Linked DNA regions of Mus musculus: region 1 is linked to region 2. A link is a contact called in public promoter capture Hi-C data. All regions are on one chromosome and are shown on one strand. The core of a region is the stretch at or near the end of the contact, and the rest is flanking DNA. Distances in the headings are between cores, read along the strand shown.

Evidence for each region. Promoter capture Hi-C pulls out the DNA fragments that hold promoters and counts their contacts.
Region 1: a promoter capture Hi-C map of liver shows a contact between it and region 2. The contact joins the promoter of Nop14 here to the promoter of Gtf3c2 in region 2. A contact is called at or near these places in 1 of 39 promoter capture datasets (liver) and 1 of 484 Hi-C or Micro-C datasets (CD4 T cells).

The regions. Positions count from the first base shown.
Region 1 is chr5:34,658,545-34,663,825 of GRCm38.p6, reverse strand. Nop14 (NOP14 nucleolar protein) reads left to right here and starts at 3,678. Exons shown (of 18, transcript NM_029278.2): 1 at 3,678-3,975. The coding sequence starts at 3,781. Grk4 (G protein-coupled receptor kinase 4) reads right to left here and starts at 3,447. Exons shown (of 16, transcript NM_019497.2): 1 at 2,822-3,447. The coding sequence starts at 2,873.
Region 2 is chr5:31,178,728-31,183,589 of GRCm38.p6, reverse strand. It overlaps Gtf3c2 (general transcription factor IIIC, polypeptide 2, beta), which reads left to right and starts at 3,446. Exons shown (of 19, transcript NM_027901.2): 1 at 3,446-3,706.

The DNA of each region.
Region 1 (5,281 bases), core at 2,429-4,928, 3.5 Mb before region 2:
CTTTTAGTCATCTTGTGCTCCTCACATACTCTACTGTAAACCTTGAGACTAGAAGCTCTGAATTCAACAGCCCACTGCCCAGAGCACCTTATGTTAACATGTTAAAAACACTCATTACTTTCCCTCACAAATTCAGCCTTAAAAAATAAATAAACATTTAATAAGCACACTTGCCAGTGTTTTAGCAGCAGCCACATTCCTAATGTCCAAAGGCCCCACCACACAGACTAGAGCCATCATCCAGCATAGATAGCATTGGTCTGACTTTCATAGGTATGCCCAAGGAGGACAAAGTTGCCACTGAGTGTAAGTCCACTGCTTGTTCTGGTGTTCATGGACAGGTAACCTTCTCTGGGATCTCAGGCCTCTGGCTTCCAGAAAGATTGCTACTGTGGAATTTAAATAGGCTTACTCATCTAGCTAGATGCCAAGCCCATGAATAGGGCTCAGCATTCCTTGCCTCCTTTTATAGGGCATGTGTTTCCCACATCTCTGAAATACCTCAATCTATTTCCTAAACAAGTGAGGGAACAAGTTTAGATAGCAGGCTTTGCTTGTCTCTCCCCGCATCCCCGTTTCTCTATGGTGCTGGGGATTTAATCAGAGCCTTACACAGGTTAGTCAAATGTTCTACCTCTGATACACCCAACTTCTAGTTTTTAATTTCTATCCCTGCCACTCAAGCTAAGATCAGTCAGTGAAGGGCTGAGAACCAAGCCCTCGAATTTGTTCTTTGACTTCTCACACGCGCGTGTGCGTGTTACCCATTTGTCTTTGTTTCCCACGGCTGAGATTATAAACACCATGCCCTGGCTTTTTGCATGAATCCTGGTGATTGAACCCAGGTTTTTGTGGGGTTTAAAATTATCTACATCATTATAATAAAACCTAATGCAATATTCCCTGTTCTCAGACACTGTAACCAGATATGAAGGTAGAAAGAAGAGAAAAACCTAAAATTGATTAGATTTTATTTCCATTAAGAAATCCATTCAAGGGGCTGGTGAGATGGCTCAGTGGGTAAGAGCACCCGACTGCTCTTCCGAAGGTCCGGAGTTCAAATCCCAGCAACCACATGGTGGCTCACAACCACTCGTAATGAGATCTGACTCCCTCTTCTGGAGTGTCTGAAGACAGCTACAGTGTACTTACATATAATAAAAATAAATAAATCTTAAAAAAAAAAAAAGAAATCCCTTCAAGGGAATGGAGAGGTGGCTCAGCAGTTAAGAGCACTCACTGCTCTACCGAAGGTCCCGAATTCAAATCCCAGCAACCACATGGTGGCTCACAACCATCCGTAACGAAATCTAATGCCCTCTTTTGGAGTATCTGTGGACAGCTACAGTGTACTTACATATAATAAATAAAAACTTTAAAAAAATACTGTTTTGAATAGAAAAAGTAAGAATGAGTGGGAAGAGAACCAGGTCTTGGTTTTCTCTTAAGGCAGTTAGGAAAGACTCAGAAGTATGCACTTGCTTCTCTTTCAGTAGAACATTCGACTGTTCATGTTGTTTCTCACTCCAAATTCCAATTAGTCCTTGAAGGGGATTTAAAAAAAATATTTATTTTATGTATATGAGTACACTAGGTGTACAGATGGTTGTGAGCCATCATGTGGTTGTTGGAAATTGAACCCCCTCGATCTGGCCAGAAGATTTATTGATTTATTTATTATTCTACGTTAAGTACACTGTAACTGTCTTCAGGCACACCAGAAGAGGGCGTCAGATCTCATTACGGATGGTTGAGCAGTCAGCACTCTTAACCACTGAGCCATCTTGCCAGCCCCTCAAAACAGTATTATTTTGAATAATAGTATTAATTCAAAAATACTGACAGAGTAATGTCTTTTCTTTCATTTGTTTGTTTCTTTGATGATAGCTCTAGTCTCCATAGTTCTACTATAGTAGAACTCATAGTCTACTCCATAGTTCGCAGACTATGGAGCCTAGACTGCCATTGCACAGAGGATCTTCCTGCTTCAAGCCTCCTCTCTCTGCTCCTTGCTCACAGGGGTTTCAAAGCCCTTAGTTTGGTATTCAATTCTGGACACCACTCACTATAAGAAATTTCTGACAATGTTTCTTGTTAGGGCTTCCCATATTGAAAATAGTTATATTGTCCAATTAAGATTCTTCTTCCTGAAAATCACTTGGAACGTAAATGGACTTGTGGGGTTTTTTGTTTGTTTGGTTGGTTGGTTGGTTTTTCGAGACAATGTTTCTCTGTGTCGCCCTGGTTGTCCTGGAACTCACTTTGTAGACCAGGCTGGATTCCAACTCAGAAATCCACCTGCCTCTGCCTCCCGAGTGCTGGGATTAAAGGCGTGTGCCACCATGCGCCACCACTGCCCGGCTAAAATCAATTTTTAAAAGGAACAAAAAGAAAAATCAAAAACATCTGTTACTCACTGGTTTTTCTCAAAGAATATACTTCACATTCTGTGAGGTGAACACACTGAAGCTTCTTAATAGCGTCTACTTCCCATGGAACCTTTGCCTGGGTAATCCTAGAAAGTGTGCAATGCATAACTTTCCATACTCTGTCTTTCAGATTAGCAGCGCTGAGAGTGAGATGGAACTCAATCAGCCCCTTGTGCCTGTTAGGCTAGCGCTACTGTTTCAAAACAACAAAAGTTAGCCCAGGATCACTGACTGACACCCGCTAAGCTGCAGCTCCAATCCAGAATTGGTTCCAGTAGAATCAAAACTCCCTTATTAGACAATAAGGTACCAAGGAATCAGGATTCTCTCCAAGGTTAAAGTTCCTAGGAGGCGCTACCTTCGGGGAGACGGGGAGCCCGGGGTGCACCCACCTAGACGGGCCTTCAGCAACAGATTGTTGGCCACGAAGTTCTCGAGTTCCATGATCGCTGTCCTGCGCCGTCGCTGCCGCGGTTTCCGACGTCGAACTTTTCGGAGTCGAGGCAATGGAGACGGGGAAGGCTGCGGGGAAGGAGATCCTAAACCCGCGGCAGAAGCCTCGGGGCATCCCTTGTCCTTTGAGGAACGCGGCTTCTGGACGGTGGCCCTCCGCGACAGCGACCGTCTCTGTCGCTTCTTCCTCCGCCTCCTCCGGGGTCGCCACAACTGCCAACAGGAGCGCTGCCGTCGTCGCCGTCGCTGTCGCCGTCGCGGTCGCCGCGGAGATGGGACACGGGTAGGCTCGCTACGGGTTCCAGCTCTGTTGCTGTCCCGGCAAGGGGCTTCCGCTATCGGCGCCGGCGCGCGGTAGCTCGAGCTCCTCTCAGCATCATCGCCCAGGCCCAGGGCGCGTAACTCTCTCCTCAGCGCCGGGTCCTGGGCAGCACTCAACCTTCGCCGCGCCCTACCCTACCGAGGAGCTTACAAACTCGAGAGCGGTCTCCAGCGGCGACGGCGACAGCTCCAGCAGCGGCAGCCGCAGCCGCCAGTTAACTCGCAAGACAGCTGGGCCCCGGCTAACGGTTTTCCTCCAGAGGGAGCCCGAGAGCTCCCCTCGGGGCGGCGTCTGAGGATACTGTGGCGGCTCTCGGGACACTACAGATCCCATAAGGCCCAGCGCCAGGAAGTCGAGGAAGTGTGGCCTCCTGGGAGTTGTAGTCTTTAATCCAGTAAACTGTAGTGCCTGTTTAGTGTCATCCAGGACTTGTGTACTTCTCGCGAAATACGGGAAGCTGACGCACTCATCGCGAGACGAAGCTGGGCGTGGTTTTACATCAGCATCCTATGCACGAGTTTCTTGAACTGCTTGGTCTGTACGCACTGTCGTCCAAAGTGTGGCGGAGTGAATGTCATGGGGAAAGCCAAGCGGACTGGGGCGCGGAGGCAGGTCCACAAAGCGCCCGCAGGGGCGTCCGGAGGCCCGGCGAAAACTAACCCAAACCCATTTGAAGTGAAAGTCAACCGGCAGAAGTTCCAGATCCTTGGCAGGAAGACGCGCCACGATGTGGGCCTGCCCGGGGTGTCCCGCGCTCGTGCCATCAGGAAGGTGAGGGGATAGGCTCTACCCAGGTTCTGCGTACTATGCCCAGTGGCTAGTGAAAGCCATTTGGGGAGAAAAAGATTTATTTGGCTTACACTTATATATTTCCATCATTGAGGAAATTAGAGGCAGGAGCTGATGTAGAAGTCATGAGGGGTGCTGCTTACTGGCTTGCTCTCTATAGCTTGCTTAGCCTGCTTTCTTAAAGAACCTAGGACCGCTGCTAGCACATAGGTGGGCCCTCCGCGGTCAATCACTAATTAGTAAAATGCTCTTTGGGCTTGCTTGCAGCCCGGTCTTATGAAAGTATTTTTTTCCAATTGAAATTCCCTTCTTTCTGATGACTATACTTTGTGTCAAGTTTGCCTTAAACTAGCCAGCAAAACGATCAGGACTGAGGCATAACACTGCCTCTCCTTTGCTTGATATCGAATGCGCTTCCTCTGGAAACCCTTCCTCCTTGGGATCTTCCAGGTATACATTCTTCTTGACTCTTCTTGGAGCTTTTAGGGCCTAAGAGTCAATCTCTTCTGAGCTCTGAGCTGCCCTGTACCACTGCTCTGTATGCTTTGACCATGACAGTATTCGTCCCGTGGATAGGGTTTACAGAGTATGCTCTTTGAATGTTTGGAAATTGTCCTTCCTCTGAATTTCATGAGCTTGTCCCTTGGGAAGTCACTGGAATAGTACCTTTTGGGGATAACCTCATAGCTTCCATCCTTGTTCTTATGGCCCCATCTCAAGAGTATATTGTACCTTCCTTTCAAAACCAGTTCAACAAATGGCATTCTCTATGTAACTGCTGACGTTCGTTTGACTTTAAAAAATAAAAGTTTGTGAGTGCCGTTTGTGCTGTGGCTTTAATCTCTGGGGAATCGGAGACAGGTGGATCTCTGAGTTTAAGGGCTTTATGGTGAGACTCAAAACTTCCAGTTGAGTCTCAAAAAATAAATAAAAGAAATGAGTAAGTAAAAGGCAATTCATGGTTACTTTGAGAAAATTAATAGGTTAGACTTATTGGTAATGTTTGTAAAGGGGATAAGTAAGACCTAGCCTTTGCCCTTCACAGCTACAAATCTGTACTTTGTTACAAAGGATCCAGTTTACATGAGATCTTTAGATTGAAGGAAATTTCTTTTTTAAAAAAACTTAATTACTAATTTTATTTTAAATTTAATTTAAATTTTATTTTTAATACATTTATATTATAAATAATAAATAAATAAATAATAACCTCACCACTATGGTATTTGATCACATCTGGGTCTGTCCTTAAAGGGAATCGCATTGTAACTTTGTAAGGAAATTTCTT
Region 2 (4,862 bases), core at 2,197-4,696:
AGATTTGCCTGCCTCTGCCTCCCGAGTGCTGGGATTAAAGACGTGCACCACCATGTCCGGCTGGGATGTCTTCTTTTTTAAGTAGTATAAACTCATTTCTGTAAGCCATGTAATTTCTGATTTACCTTTTTGGTAGGGATACCTAGATGGGTCAAAGTGCTTCATCCTGCTTTGTATCAGGGAGCAAACAATGGTGTGTGATTTTATTTTTAGTAATGAGTGTTTCCTGGAGAAAATTTCCCTGAACTTTTCATGAATAGTGGTTTTATCCAACTGCTGTTGGCTATCTGAATATTTGCACTGGAATATAAAAGTGGTTTTTTTTTCTAACTCTCATTCTTTCCATATTTAGTAATAATCATTTTATAGGGTATGATGGCACATGCCTGCAAAACAGCCAGCACAAGGAAGGCTAAGGCAGAAGATTCATGTACTTGTAGCCAGCGTAGGCTGCTACACAAATCAAATGAGAAAGGGAGGGTGGGAGTGTAAGTCCCTCACATCACTTTGTTTTTCTAAACTCTAAGTCCTACTGGAAAGGAAGGATAAATACTTCACTGTTCTTTTATACTCTCTAGTTTTTGTTTTTCAGCCAGGGCGAGGCTGTCCGTGAAGGGCACTTGGCCTTCCAAGTGCTTCTATGTACTGGGTCTCCAGGCTTTGGACTACCATACTCCGTGGCATCTTATTTTAGATCAGTATGAGTATGTACCACTCAGTGATACAACAGGATTAGAGCAAAGCAACAGGATTAGGCTCATGCTTTAGAAAGATAACTGTCAAGAAATTAGAGACTGAGTCAGAACACCTAAGAGAATGTTTATTGACTAAAACTATAAGTGTGCTTACCTAAATACTGGCCCAGTAATTCAACTTCAAGGCATTCATCCTAGCCATACAGTAACATGTCTGAAGGAACTTAGACATTAGATTATAGTAGCAGGCCAGGCATGGTGGTGCACGCCTTTAATCCCAGTACTTGGGAGGCAGAGGCAGGTGGATTTCTGAGTTCGAGGCCAGCCTGGTCTACAAAGTGAGTTCCAGGACAGCCAGGGCTACACAGAGAAACCCTGTCTCGAAAAACCAAAACAAACAAACAAACAAACAAACAAAGATTATAGTAGCAATCTATAATTCTTTCTGGTGAAAGAAAGCCTGCAGCTCAGAGAGGCAGAGAAAGCACTCAGCAGCTGACATCTCTTATGTCCCTTCTTCAAACCGATGTCCCTCCCTCTACTTCGTTCGTCTGTCTCCCTGACTCCTAATAATCCTACCTTCACTTCTGTCAACTGGTTGCTTGCTCCTCCTCTTGATCAGACTTTATTTATTCCTGTTTACAGTATTCAATATTGTAATATTGGATTAAAGGTGTGTGCTGAGGCAGAGGCAGGCGGATTTCTGAGTTCAAGGCCAGCCTGGTCTACAAAGTGAGTTCCAGGACAGCCAGAGCTAAACAGAGAAACCCTGTCTGGAAAAACCAAAAATGTGTGTGCTAAGGCTGAGCCGCACGACAAATAAAAACAGGTTTTTCCAGTAAATAACAATCTGAGGTCACAGTATGATCAAATCCTGCAACAGTTCTGGGCAGTGGTGGAGCACGCCTTTAGTTCTAGCACTTGAGAGGGTGAGGCAGGCAGATTTCTGAGTTCAAGGCCAGCTTGGTCTACAAATTGAGTTCCAGGACAGACAGAACTATACAGAGAAATTCTGTCTCAAAAAAAAAAAAAAAAAAAGAAAGAAAGAAAAAGAAAACAAAAACAACAACAAAAAAAACCCCAGTCAGACAGGGGTGGAAGAGAGATCTCAGTGGTTAAGGGTGTGTGCTTCTCTTTTAGAGGACCAGTTTCCCAGGACCCATGTTAGATGGCTTCCAGCACCAAGTGACCTAACATCCTCTTCTGGCCTCGAAAAGCACCCACATGAATGTGAGCATAGTTTCTCTCTCACACGCACACAAGAATTGATAGACATGGAGGTTTGTGCTTGTAATGAGAGCACTTAGGCTGATGCGGAGCCGTGATGCGCTCCAGACCAACTATGGTATTCCATAAAAGGGAATTTCAGTATAAATACATACGCTGGACCAACAATGAGAAACAGATCAACTGCGTGCAGGGTTAGTTAAGCTTAAAAAAGAGCCTTCAGGCTGGAGAGATGGCTCAGCATTTAAGAGCACTGACTGCTCTTCTGAAGGTCCTGAGATCAATTCCCAGCAACCACGTGGTGGCTCACAACCATCCGTAATGATTCTGGTGAGTCTGAAGTCAGCTACAGTGTACTTAGATATAATAATAAATCTTAAAAAAGAAAGAAAAGAGCTTTCACTTGTTGTATCTTAAACTTTGAGAATCTTTTTCCAAAATCAAAGTTATTTTAAAAAAATTTTTTTGTGTGATAAAACCAAAGAGAACTTAACCAGAGGCAGGATTTTAAGAGATGTTGTTCATCAAAGCACTAAATCTGTTACTCCCTATAAAATGTTTAGGAGCTATTATCTAAAAGAGGAAGACAGCCATTCAAAATGCTGTCATTTGAGCATAAGAGGATGTCGGAGAACTGGGTGTTCTCTTTCTTTCCTTTCAGATTTTGGCTAAATCCCTTTTTCCTTTTTTAATTGGTAGGATACAGGATTACCCTGGTAGAACCTGAATTCCTGAGCTCAAGAGATCTTCCTGCTTCAGCCTTGAGTACCTAGTCTGGGAGTTGACGTGCCCCATTGTTTTCTCCCTTTCTCATTTTTCTGAGACATGGTCTAATATAGTACAGGCTGATTTCCAATTTCCAAGTAGTCATGGATCACGTTGAACTGCTAATCCTCCTGACTCCATCTCCGGAGTGCTGGGATTATAAGCGTGCACCATTACTCTTTGTAAAGATTTAACCAAGGGAATAATTGAACAAGACTATTTAGAAAGGGGAAAGCTGCCATATTTCACCTCTTCCGGTTCATTTTAATTCGCCCTCCTCCTGGGTAAAGGCAGATCTGTGAAAGCTACATGGTTTTAAAAGGCTGAAAACCTTGTTGCTCGGAGGCCACTTCCCAGTGAGGGAGTGGCGTGAGGCCTGGGTTGATGCTCTCTTTAAAAGCGCAGCCTACCCACCCAGGCTAGGCTCCCCCCGCTCTTTTCTTCCCTTGGCCTCTTTCCAAGCCCTCCTCTTTATTTTCTTCCTGTCTTGGCTCATTCACTGGCAGCAGAAAATCAGGAGATCTCTGGGGGCGAGGGATTGTCTCCTAGTCCGTCGAAGCTCGGGACTGTAGTTAAGAATCAGGTGTGGTCAGGCTCTTTTCTCCACAAAGCCAGCAACCTGGGTGGAAAGGCAGGTCGGAACGCTCGGCGACAGCAGAAGCGCGACACTTTCCTCTTCAATGCTTTTCCACAAGGCTGCTGGTGGAGCTGCGGTGCCGCGCAGGCGCCGACCTCCCCTTCCGGTCGCTGAAATTCCCAGAAGGCCCTGCAGTGTCCTAGGGCCGCGGAAGCCACGCTCCAGCTCGCGGGCGTCGGAGGGCTCAGTGCCGCGCCGCGCTGCATTATGGAACACAGAGTTTAAAAGAAAGCTCGGCAGGAAACGCGTTCCAGACCAAGCTTGCGTTTACCTTGTCTCGGGGGCGGGGCAAGGAAGAGCCGATCAAGATTTCGTCATAAAACCGCGACCCGACAGGCGGCGCCATCTTCGAACTTGGACTTCCGGAAGGACTTTGGCGCGGGTGAGTGTACCGCAACGGGGTGTGCGGGGGACCCAAAATTACTCCTCCCATTCTTTTGCCGTAGCGCTAAGGCAATGGGAACCGATTCCCGATTCCCGTCTTACTCCCGCGCAAGACAGCGCGCCTCCTAGCCTTTGCGCTTCTCCCGAGAACCGTCGAGCTCTCTCCTCCGTCCCCACTGGGGCCACTGAGCATCCCCCATCTCTGCCAGCCGGTCTTACCTTCTTCCCCAATTCGGTGTATGTAGCGCGGTAAACTGGACTCAGGTTTCTGCACTGCTTACGTTGAACTCGTTACGTTGGGCCTTCGGACTTGGGTGAACCTGCAGTTATCTTAAGGCTTAGGGAAATCAGGGCTCGCCTGGGGCTCGAAAGCTGCCCCCACGGCCAGGATTGGGGAATGGCAGGTGGTGGTGTCTCTGTCTGATTGCAGTCAGTCCTCTTGTGCTCATTCCCTCTTACTGTGTCTCAGCCTTTTCCTCCAAGTGGCTCTAACCCCGGGGGTTGTGCCCCGCGCGCTGCAACCCCATTGGCGCAGCCAAGGGCCAGTTATGTTTCCTTATACTGGTCCTTTTATCCCGCGGCAAGTTTGCCGTCTTTTGGACAAGACAGAGATGGCGACTTCACCCCCACAGGAGGTAATTCACTTTTCTGGGCAGGTTTAGGACATAACCAGGTCTTTTTGCCCTTGGAGGTACATTGATTGTTACATAAATTCAAATTAACCTTTGCTTACGTTACCTTTTACCGCTTACCGCTATCAACTGCAGTGCCATTTTTCCTAATAGTTTTAAGTTGTTCTATTCAGATTTACACTCTTTAGTTTCTAGCAGTATCAACTGAAAACGTGAGTTGCAGGTTTTTGTACAAATAATATGTTTGTTTTTGGACCAGTAAAATTATCTGATAAATCACCAGTTGCATGATAGGAATACTTTGGGAACCAGTGTATTAAACAGTGTATGTGAAGTGAGTCCGTGTTTAAGATGAAGTATTATCTAATTGTTTTTCTTTTGCCAAAGTAGTCAGGTTAGCAACCTGAAGCAGCAAGGAAATCAGACAGTATGGGATATAAAAATCCTAGTTAGAATTTACTGAACATTTCTTCCTTTACTGTTTAAAATTTGTATTGTCAGATCCTAAATAGGAATTCTACC